Linked DNA regions of Arabidopsis thaliana: region 1 is linked to region 2. A link is a contact called in public ChIA-PET data. All regions are on one chromosome and are shown on one strand. The core of a region is the stretch at or near the end of the contact, and the rest is flanking DNA. Distances in the headings are between cores, read along the strand shown.

The links. ChIA-PET counts read pairs in DNA pulled down with a chosen protein or histone mark.
Region 1: an H3K4me3 ChIA-PET map of shoot shows a contact between it and region 2, with 13 read pairs. The contact joins the promoter of S6K2 here to the promoter of AT3G08600 in region 2. A contact is called at or near these places in 2 of 26 Hi-C or Micro-C datasets (callus and rosette leaf) and 1 of 2 datasets of contacts at active chromatin or transcription factors (shoot).

The regions. Positions count from the first base shown.
Region 1 is chr3:2,648,455-2,653,497 of TAIR10.1, reverse strand. S6K2 (serine/threonine protein kinase 2) reads left to right here and starts at 2,267. Exons shown (of 6, transcript NM_180212.2): 1 at 2,267-2,776; 2 at 2,885-3,714; 3 at 3,798-3,880; 4 at 3,968-4,262; 5 at 4,360-4,464; 6 at 4,565-5,043. The coding sequence starts at 3,091. The coding sequence ends at 4,873. PK1 (protein-serine kinase 1) reads left to right here. Exons shown (of 6, transcript NM_111707.4): 2 at 1-740; 3 at 826-908; 4 at 998-1,292; 5 at 1,377-1,481; 6 at 1,609-2,177. The coding sequence starts at 135. The coding sequence ends at 1,917.
Region 2 is chr3:2,609,769-2,614,384 of TAIR10.1, reverse strand. AT3G08600 (transmembrane protein, putative (DUF1191)) reads right to left here and starts at 2,210. Exons shown (of 1, transcript NM_111694.4): 1 at 367-2,210. The coding sequence starts at 1,739. The coding sequence ends at 789. It overlaps iPGAM2 (Phosphoglycerate mutase, 2,3-bisphosphoglycerate-independent), which reads left to right and starts at 2,830. Exons shown (of 9, transcript NM_111693.3): 1 at 2,830-3,055; 2 at 3,146-3,312; 3 at 3,408-3,686; 4 at 3,770-3,973; 5 at 4,065-4,489. The coding sequence starts at 3,148.

The DNA.
Region 1 (5,043 bases), core at 1,018-3,517, 39 kb before region 2:
GGATTGCCTTTTGCCAGCCTTTGTTTTAGTCAGTTTTCTCCTCATTAACTTCTGTCGGTACAGAATCTCTCTCCAGGCTGGTGAACTCTTGCAGCTTTCTCAGTGATTCTGTATCGATTTTTCCCGTGTAAATTATGGTTTCCTCTCAGCGTCCTGTCCCCAACAAAATCCAGAAACAGCAATATCTATCCATCAGCCCTTCAAATTCTGTCTTGAAAGATGATGTTGAACTTGAGTTCTCTGATGTGTTTGGTCCACTCCCCGAAGAGGCCAATGATATTGCTTACGACGAGCCTGCTGTTGTCTACAGTCGATCCCACTCCTTGGTTGGCCCGTGTTCGCTCGATAGTCATTCTTTGAAGCTGACCAAGCTCACCTTACTAGAGACTGAGGACTCAATTGACTTGGTGGAGTGTCTCGAAGGTGAATCTTTAAAAGAAAATGATGATTTCTCTGGTAATGACGACAGTGACAATGAGAAAGCTTTAGAGGGAGATCTGGTGAAAGTCTCAGGTGTAGTAGGCATAGATGATTTTGAGGTTATGAAGGTTGTTGGGAAAGGTGCGTTTGGGAAAGTCTACCAGGTGAGGAAAAAGGAGACCTCTGAGATATACGCTATGAAAGTCATGAGGAAAGATCACATTATGGAGAAGAACCATGCTGAATACATGAAAGCTGAGCGCGATATTCTTACAAAAATTGATCACCCATTCATTGTTCAACTTAAATACTCTTTTCAGGTATATATAACACTTCTCTCTGTTAGCATCCTATTTATTTTACTTTACTATTTCTTAACTTAGAGCGTTATACATTCCCTTGCAGACCAAGTACAGGCTGTATCTTGTGCTCGACTTTATAAACGGAGGTCATCTTTTCTTCCAACTCTATCACCAAGGGCTTTTCAGGTTTGTTTAATTCCTTTTTGCGAACCATTTTTGAAGTTTCGCTAGAATTTTGTAAAGCTTAATTGGTTCTATATTTTACTCTTTCGCAGAGAGGACTTGGCTCGAGTGTACACTGCAGAAATCGTCTCTGCAGTTTCCCATCTCCATGAGAAAGGCATAATGCACAGAGATCTGAAACCCGAAAACATACTCATGGATACAGATGGCCACGTGATGCTAACAGATTTTGGTTTAGCAAAGGAATTTGAAGAAAACACAAGATCAAACTCCATGTGCGGAACTACGGAGTATATGGCACCTGAAATTGTTCGAGGAAAAGGACATGATAAAGCAGCTGACTGGTGGAGCGTAGGGATTCTTCTGTATGAGATGCTCACAGGAAAGGTAAAAGCCGCTATCTATTGTTAATTTGCTTGAAGCCTCATGTCTTGGTATATTGTTGTGTGATGTCTTGTTTTCCTTCTGCAGCCACCGTTTCTCGGGAGCAAAGGAAAGATACAGCAGAAAATTGTGAAGGACAAGATCAAGCTTCCGCAGTTTCTGTCTAATGAAGCTCATGCAATACTGAAAGGGGTAAGTAAATGTTGGTGCAGTTTGATTACAGAATCAACAGTAAACATGAAAATCTTTGTGCAGTTAAGAACTATGAAGCATTGTATTTAGAACAATTCTGACTCTTGACTTTGTAATGAATGTATAGCTGCTGCAAAAAGAGCCAGAAAGGCGACTTGGAAGTGGACTGAGCGGAGCAGAGGAGATAAAACAGCACAAATGGTTCAAGGGAATAAACTGGAAGAAGCTGGAGGCTAGAGAAGTGATGCCAAGTTTCAAGCCGGAAGTATCGGGAAGGCAATGCATAGCAAATTTTGACAAGTGTTGGACTGACATGTCTGTTTTGGATTCTCCGGCGAGCAGTCCCAGTTCGGATCCTAAGGCCAACCCTTTTACCAATTTCACTTACGTCAGGCCTCCTCCTTCATTCCTTCACCAGTCCACAACTACTTTGTAGATTTACTATATTTTTATGTAGTTCCTACTTCTTTGGTTGTTGTTTCCTTCTGACACATGAACATTAAAGAAAACTTTGGTTACCAAGACGCTTAATTTATAATTGATTTTATGAGATTGTTATTGATTGAGATTAAGTAGAGCAGCTAACACTTTGACCTTTTGACCCACGATGTAATATAAAAGAACGTTGAAAACGTGTAAATATAAAAGATGATAACGGTGATGCCTTTGGACCGAACTAGTGTCCGTCTGAACGTCTTGTAATGTAATGGGCTTAAAGAATTCCGGCCCACTAAAACAAAGAAGAAGTTCGGTTTCCCAATAGAACACGAACACGTGTCCTCACCCCATGATCCACGATGCTTCGGAAGACATAAAAAATGTAGCCACGCGCCTTCTTAAAACCTTTTCCTTTTTTGGTTTGGCACATTACCCTCTTTCCTGTTAAAGTTGTCTCGTCTCCTTCTCGTCTCCTTCCTCAAGCATATTCTCTGGTAATTCCTCTCTCTCTGTCTCTCTTTGACTTTTCTCTCGCAGAGTTTAGATTCTTTTTTTTTCTGGATATAAATTATTTACACGACACGAAACCTTCTAGGTCCAGGTCATAGTTTTACTCTATATCTGGATTTGTTTGAAAATTGCTTGTGTTATGCGCCAGCTTTTTCCCTAATATATAGACTAGGTCTTAATTACAGATATTAGAGTTCGTTTCCTCGAGGGTTTCTTTCGACCTCGTGTCCTGGTGAAATTTTGGAATTCTAAGGCTTTGGGGTTTTATTTGGGAGGGGATGATCATCTAAAGGATATTCGGTCGGTGTCGTGTTTTCTTAATCTCAATTCTGTTGACTTTAGCTTTGGTAATTGAAAAAGAATCTTTTCGCTTGCTTATTTTAATTCCATATCCGTCTCTTATTATATTTGGTCAATTATGTGATCTGATCTTTGTGAAATTTTATGAACTGCAGCGCTTAAAGTACTTTGATGGCATTGGGACACTTGTGCAGCATCCACTGTTTCCTTAAAATAGGGAAACAAGAAGAGCTTCTTGTCCTAGATATTGGTTTGCCTATTCCCAGTTTCTTCCTCATTAACTTTATTGGTAGCAGAGCCTCATCCATCTGGTGAACTTGTGAAGCTTCCTCTGTGATTCTTTTGGCGATTGGTTAGAAATATGGTTTCTTCTCAGTGTTCTGTTGCAAACAAAAACCAGACTGGGAAGCCGTTTCAGAAACATCTATCTTTATCCATCAGCCCTCCAAAATCTGTCTTGGGTGATAACCTTGAGCTTCAATTCTCTGATGTCTTTGGACCAATGCCTGAAGCTAACTCTGAAGAGGCCTGTGATGTTGCTTACGACGAGCCTGCTGTTGTCTACAGTCGATCCCACTCATTGGTTGGCCCGTCTTTGGTTGTTAGCCATTCTTTGAAGATGAACAAGCTCACTTTACGAGAAACTGAGGACTCAGTTGACTTGGTGGAGTGTGTTGAAGGTGAATCGATAAAAGAGAACGATGAATTCTCTGGTAATGATGACACTGACAGTGAGAAATCTCCAGAGGAGGTCTCAGGTGTAGTAGGCATTGAGGACTTTGAGGTATTGAAGGTTGTGGGACAAGGTGCATTTGGAAAAGTGTACCAGGTGAGGAAAAAAGACACGTCTGAGATATACGCGATGAAGGTCATGAGAAAAGATAAAATTGTTGAGAAGAATCATGCTGAATACATGAAAGCCGAGCGCGATATTCTAACCAAAATCGATCATCCTTTCATTGTGCAACTTAAATACTCTTTTCAGGTAAAAGCCAACTTCTCTCTGTTTGCATCCTATTGGTTTTTCTCAAGTACTTCCTAACTTAGTGTTTTACATTCTTCTTGCAGACCAAATACAGATTGTATCTTGTTCTTGACTTTATAAACGGAGGTCATCTTTTCTTCCAGCTCTATCACCAAGGGCTTTTCAGGTTTGGCTTTATTCCTTTTGAACTAGTTTTGGAGTTTCACCAGAATTCTGCGAGGCTTGACTAAATCATATGTTATGTTTTTCACAGGGAGGACTTGGCTCGTGTGTACACTGCAGAAATCGTCTCTGCAGTTTCCCATCTCCATGAGAAAGGCATAATGCATAGAGATCTTAAACCTGAAAACATACTCATGGACGTAGATGGCCATGTGATGTTAACTGATTTTGGTTTAGCAAAAGAATTTGAAGAAAACACAAGATCAAACTCCATGTGTGGGACTACGGAGTATATGGCCCCTGAGATTGTTCGTGGAAAAGGACATGATAAGGCTGCCGACTGGTGGAGTGTAGGAATCCTTCTGTATGAGATGCTCACTGGAAAGGTAAAATGTCTTCTTCTTTTTTTGGTTCCATAGTAGCCTAATGTCTAAGGTGATCATTGAAACTGTGTTGTGACACCATTTGTTTTACCTTCTGCAGCCGCCGTTTCTCGGGAGCAAAGGAAAGATACAGCAGAAAATCGTTAAGGACAAGATCAAGCTTCCACAGTTTCTGTCTAATGAAGCTCATGCCTTGCTGAAAGGGGTAAGTAAACAAACATGAGGAATTATTTTGAATCTTTGTGTACTATGAAGCATATTGGGTTTAGACCAGTGTGATTCTGACTTTGTAATGAATTTTATAGCTGCTGCAAAAAGAGCCAGAAAGGAGACTGGGAAGTGGACCGAGCGGAGCAGAGGAGATAAAAAAACACAAATGGTTCAAGGCGATAAACTGGAAGAAGCTGGAGGCTAGAGAAGTACAACCAAGTTTCAAGCCGGCGGTTTCGGGAAGACAATGCATAGCTAATTTTGACAAGTGTTGGACTGACATGTCTGTTTTGGATTCTCCAGCAAGTAGTCCCAACTCTGATGCTAAGGCGAACCCTTTTACAAACTTCACATACGTCAGGCCTCCTCATTCATTCCTTCATCGGACCACATCCAACTTGTAGATGAACTATAATATGTTACCCCCGCTTCTGTTTTTGTAATCCGAAACATATGAACATGCACAAAATCAACGGTTGTTTGAAGAAACCTATTTCTCGATTTAATATATTATACTAGATAAGACATTCCTATTTAGGTGCGTGTAAGATACAAAAATAATTTTTTATCAACT
Region 2 (4,616 bases), core at 961-3,460:
TATTCCAAATCTGTTCAGTGCAAAGATTTGTAGCTGTGCACATTGTTACATACCTGAAGTGGCAAACGGTGCTTTTCTAAAATGTAGAATGCAAAAAATCCATATGAACGAGATGACTTTTCATATAAGGTAAGCAAACAAGACAATCCTAGATGTAAACATAAACGTTGTAACATTGCCAAGTGCAAATCATCTTCTACATATCCTACCGGATTCTAACCTCTTTGGTTCCAAAATCTATTGGTTCATCGGTGATCTTCTAATATAAATGTGAGGGTCAACAAGTTGCATGAAGCAGATAGCTGCAAAAAATGTTAAAACTCAACAAATCTCAAGAACACACTAGTTCCTTTTGAAGAATGCTAAGCTCAATGTAACAAAGTTGAGTATGGATGATAGGATGATATACATCTTCTTCAACTGTCTGCTTCTCAGACAAAAAGATGTTGAAATTATTACAAAAAGGGCAAAGCTTTACAGCAAAAGTAGTTAGAAGAAAACAAAGTGAGTGCACTCCAGAAACAATCCAACTCTTTTCATTCTCATGGAGAGACCACCAAAGTTTGTTAATTTGAGAGCACAAGAAGAAAACAATATTACTTATTTCCTTATCACCAGCAGAGAAACAAGATGAATGTGGAAGTATCAACTTGCTTACCACAAAGAAAAAATAATCAGAAAAAGAAACACTTTACCAAAAGAAGAATAATTGTAGAAGAAAAAAAGAAAAAGACAGTAACAGATGATCAAGAAGATGTGATGATGATGATGATGTACACAAAAGTATCCTAAGCTGCGTATTCGGTTTCAAGCATTGGTTGTGTACGAGTCGTAGTAGCAGTTGGTGCTCTTGTTTCACCAACCTGAGTCATCCTCAGAGCTTCCCCTGTCTCTCCAGCTCTCTCCATCTCCCTCATTTTCTCTTGCTTCTTGTAATTTCGACATCTCAAAACCAGAAACAGTAAAAGCCCCAACAGTATCAATCCACCAACCACCGACCCAACAATGATCCAAGTCTTGGAATTGGAATCAGAGCTCTTCTTCTTCTTCTTACTCTCAATCCCAGGAGGAGCTAGACTCGGAGCAGAAGCCACAGATTTCACCACCACAGAGAAATGTCCCTGATGCTCAGTCTCGCATGTGTTTCCAGGCTGAATCGAATCGCTGAAACTCGCTTCACCTTTAGAATCGAATCTAACACACTTAGCACTAGACCCTTGCGGGATTCGTTCCAGATCAGAGAAATCGATTCTGATAGGATCATTAGACACCCTTAAATCAAGCTGAGGCAAATTAAGCGCAGAGAGATTCTTAGCATCGTAAGCGAGAAGACCCAAGACAGGAGCGACATAATCATAACCAGACAAAGGGTAATACAAGTGAGAGAAATTAGCTAGGTTTTGATAAACCAAAACAAGCCTTGTCACATACGGCTTGACGATAACGCCGCTGGGAATTGAGAACTCATTAAAAGGAGTGACTCCACGTTTTCTAAAGCTTCCGCTTCTGAGTCTCATAGCAGCGAGTTTGATCCCAGTCAAATTGGAAGGAACAGTAGTAGCCTCGTAGAGAATGCCGGTACGAGGACGAAGCAAGGCTCTAAAAGAGTAATCTTGAAGAAGAGCATCGAGTGAAGAAGAAGAAGAAGCATTGGGTGAAGAAGATTGAGCAGAGAGCTTTTGTAGACGAAGAGATAGAAACAGAAGCAGCAGCAGCTGGAGACAACGGAGAAACCCCATTGCTTTTTTTTGTTTCTTTCGCCTCTGGAGCAAAAAAAAATCCCCCCAGGGCGAGTCAAAGGTGGGAGACACAGGAATAAAAAGTCGCCGTCACGTCTGAGTAGAAAAAGGGTAAAAAGGGGAAATGGTGAAGAGAAGAACAAATCGAGGAATGAGGGTTAAGGAGCAATGGAGGAAGCTGAGGAGGAGGAGGAGGAGGAGGAGGAGAGAGAATGAATGGTCGCCGGTGGAAAAGAGAGAGAGAGAGAAAGGAGAGAAGGAGAGAGCCAAAAGGACAAAAAGGAGAAGAAGAGTGTTGTCGTCAGTCCCATTTGTTCACAAAAAAAAAAATGATACAGCCTGTTCATCTGATTTTTTCTCCCTTTACACATTAACAAAAATTTAATATTTTGTTTGTTTTTTTTACTTTCCTTTTCGACCAATCATATTGATACATTGCGGCATTCAATTTCGCCGTAACAGTTGTCCGTCTACCTCTTATTGTGTTATCTGTATCTCTCTCTGTATATTTCCCATATATGTATACTGTATGATTCTTTTCTACTTTTGTTTTTGTCTTTCCTTATCCTTGGCCCATTTATCTGACTATGAACCACGTCTCATCTAGTTTCAGGCTTTTTAAGCCCAATATATAGGAACTCAACTTTTTGTCTTTGGCCCATTAGAAATTGTTTTTTAGCCTTCTACCAACCTTTTGAAGGTTCCCAGTTAATATTATGATGATATTGAATAAATAAATGTGCACAACCCTGAATTTCTTACATGAGTTTTCGGTTTGGTTTTCGTGTAATTTCAGTTTGATTTAATGCAATCTCAAGGTTTAAATAATGATTTAGATAAAAAAAAGTTACTGTCAACAGAAATTAATGTAATCCCAGTTACTAAAACTTACCCATTTTTGATCAAATTCTGGTTCAAATACCGTATAAACTATTAAGTTAACTCCGGTTTGACCTTTTCTGTATGCTATTTTTTACGTTGACCAAAATAAAAAGGTATATACAATTTTTTTTACATGGCGCACACCATGACTATTACAAACGGCATGATCCAGAACATTCGTTCATAGCAGCTAAAACTAGAACATTCGTCTCCTTCCATTTTTTTGGGGGCTTCACAATGTTTACTTGAGCCCAAAGTAAAGCCCATTAAATTGGTACCACGTCATCGCTAACTTTTCCATTTCTATGTTTCTATAAAAGTCTCATATTATGTCAGTGATAGCTCTCAACCTACCATACTTCACCACATAACCACTTCTGTCTCTGCGAATCTCCATAAGACTCTTTGAGAAGCTTTCCTCTGTTTCTCCGCTGGTAAGCTTCCGTTATCTCTCTCTCTCTCGCTTCTCAGATCTGTTCCTTAAACCTTTAATTTCTCACCGACGAGTGGATCTGAATCCACAGTTATGGGTAGCTCCGGCGACGTTAACTGGAAACTTGCGGACCACCCCAAGCTTCCCAAAGGCAAAACTATCGGTTTGATTGTTCTCGATGGATGGGGTGAATCTGATCCCGATCAATACAATTGCATCCATAAAGCTCCAACTCCTGCCATGGATTCCCTTAAAGACGTATGTTTCCTTTTTTGTTTATATCCACTTCTTTCCTCGATGATTTCGCTGGATTCCGATTATGGACTTCAACGGTTCGATTTTATTCTTCACAGGGGAAGCCCGACACATGGAGGTTGATCAAAGCTCATGGTACCGCCGTTGGTCTCCCCAGCGAAGACGACATGGGAAACAGTGAAGTTGGCCACAATGCTCTTGGAGCTGGTCGAATTTACGCTCAAGGTGCTAAGCTTGTTGATCTCGCCCTTGCTTCAGGGAAAATCTATGAAGATGAAGGTTTCAAATACATCTCTCAATCTTTTGAGAAAGGCACTGTGCACCTTATTGGTCTTCTAAGCGATGGTGGAGTTCACTCTCGTTTGGATCAAGTCCAGGTACTTAATTCTCATCTGTTACACATTTCTTTTGAAACGTTGGCGTTTGTTAATTTTCTTTAATTTGGTTCTGTTTGGTGCAGTTGCTGCTTAAGGGTTTTGCAGAACGTGGTGCTAAGAGAATCCGCGTCCATATTCTTACTGATGGTCGTGATGTTTTGGATGGTTCTAGTGTCGGATTTGTTGAAACTCTTGAAGCTGACCTAGCTGCTTTACGTGCGAAAGGTGTTGATGCTCAGGTTGCATCTGGTGGAGGTCGAATGTATGTCACAATGGACCGTTATGAGGTAGGCAATGCTTGTGAGATCTTGTATGAATGTCATGCCTTGTCTAGTCTAGTTTAGAAATGAATCCAATTTTTGCTTTCCTTCCTTGCAGAATGATTGGAGTGTTGTTAAACGAGGTTGGGATGCACAAGTCCTTGGGGAAGCTCCCCACAAATTTAAAAGCGCTCTTGAAGCAGTTAAGACACTGAGGGCAGAACCTGGTGCCAATGACCAGTATTTGCCTTCGTTTGTTATTGTTGATGATAATGGAAAGGCTGTGGGTCCAATTGTTGATGGTGACGCAGTTGTTACATTCAATTTCCGTGCTGATCGAATGGTCATGCATGCAAAGGCCCTCGAATACAAAGATTTCGACAAGTTTGATCGCGTACGTGTCCCTGATATACGTTATGCAGGAATGCTCCAATATGATGGAGAGCTTAAGCTTCCTAGCCGCTATCTTGTTTCTCCACCATTGATTGACAGAACTTCTGGTGAATATCTGGCACACAATGGCGTTCGTACTTTTGCTTGCAGGTTAACTTTTAGAATCTCTCAAATCTTTAGTTATTGTCTTTGCCATTTTCTTCTATTGCTGCTTCCTGGTTTATTTATTTGCTGGAATTGGATTCATAATTGAAACTGTGATAAGAGTAATCCAGTC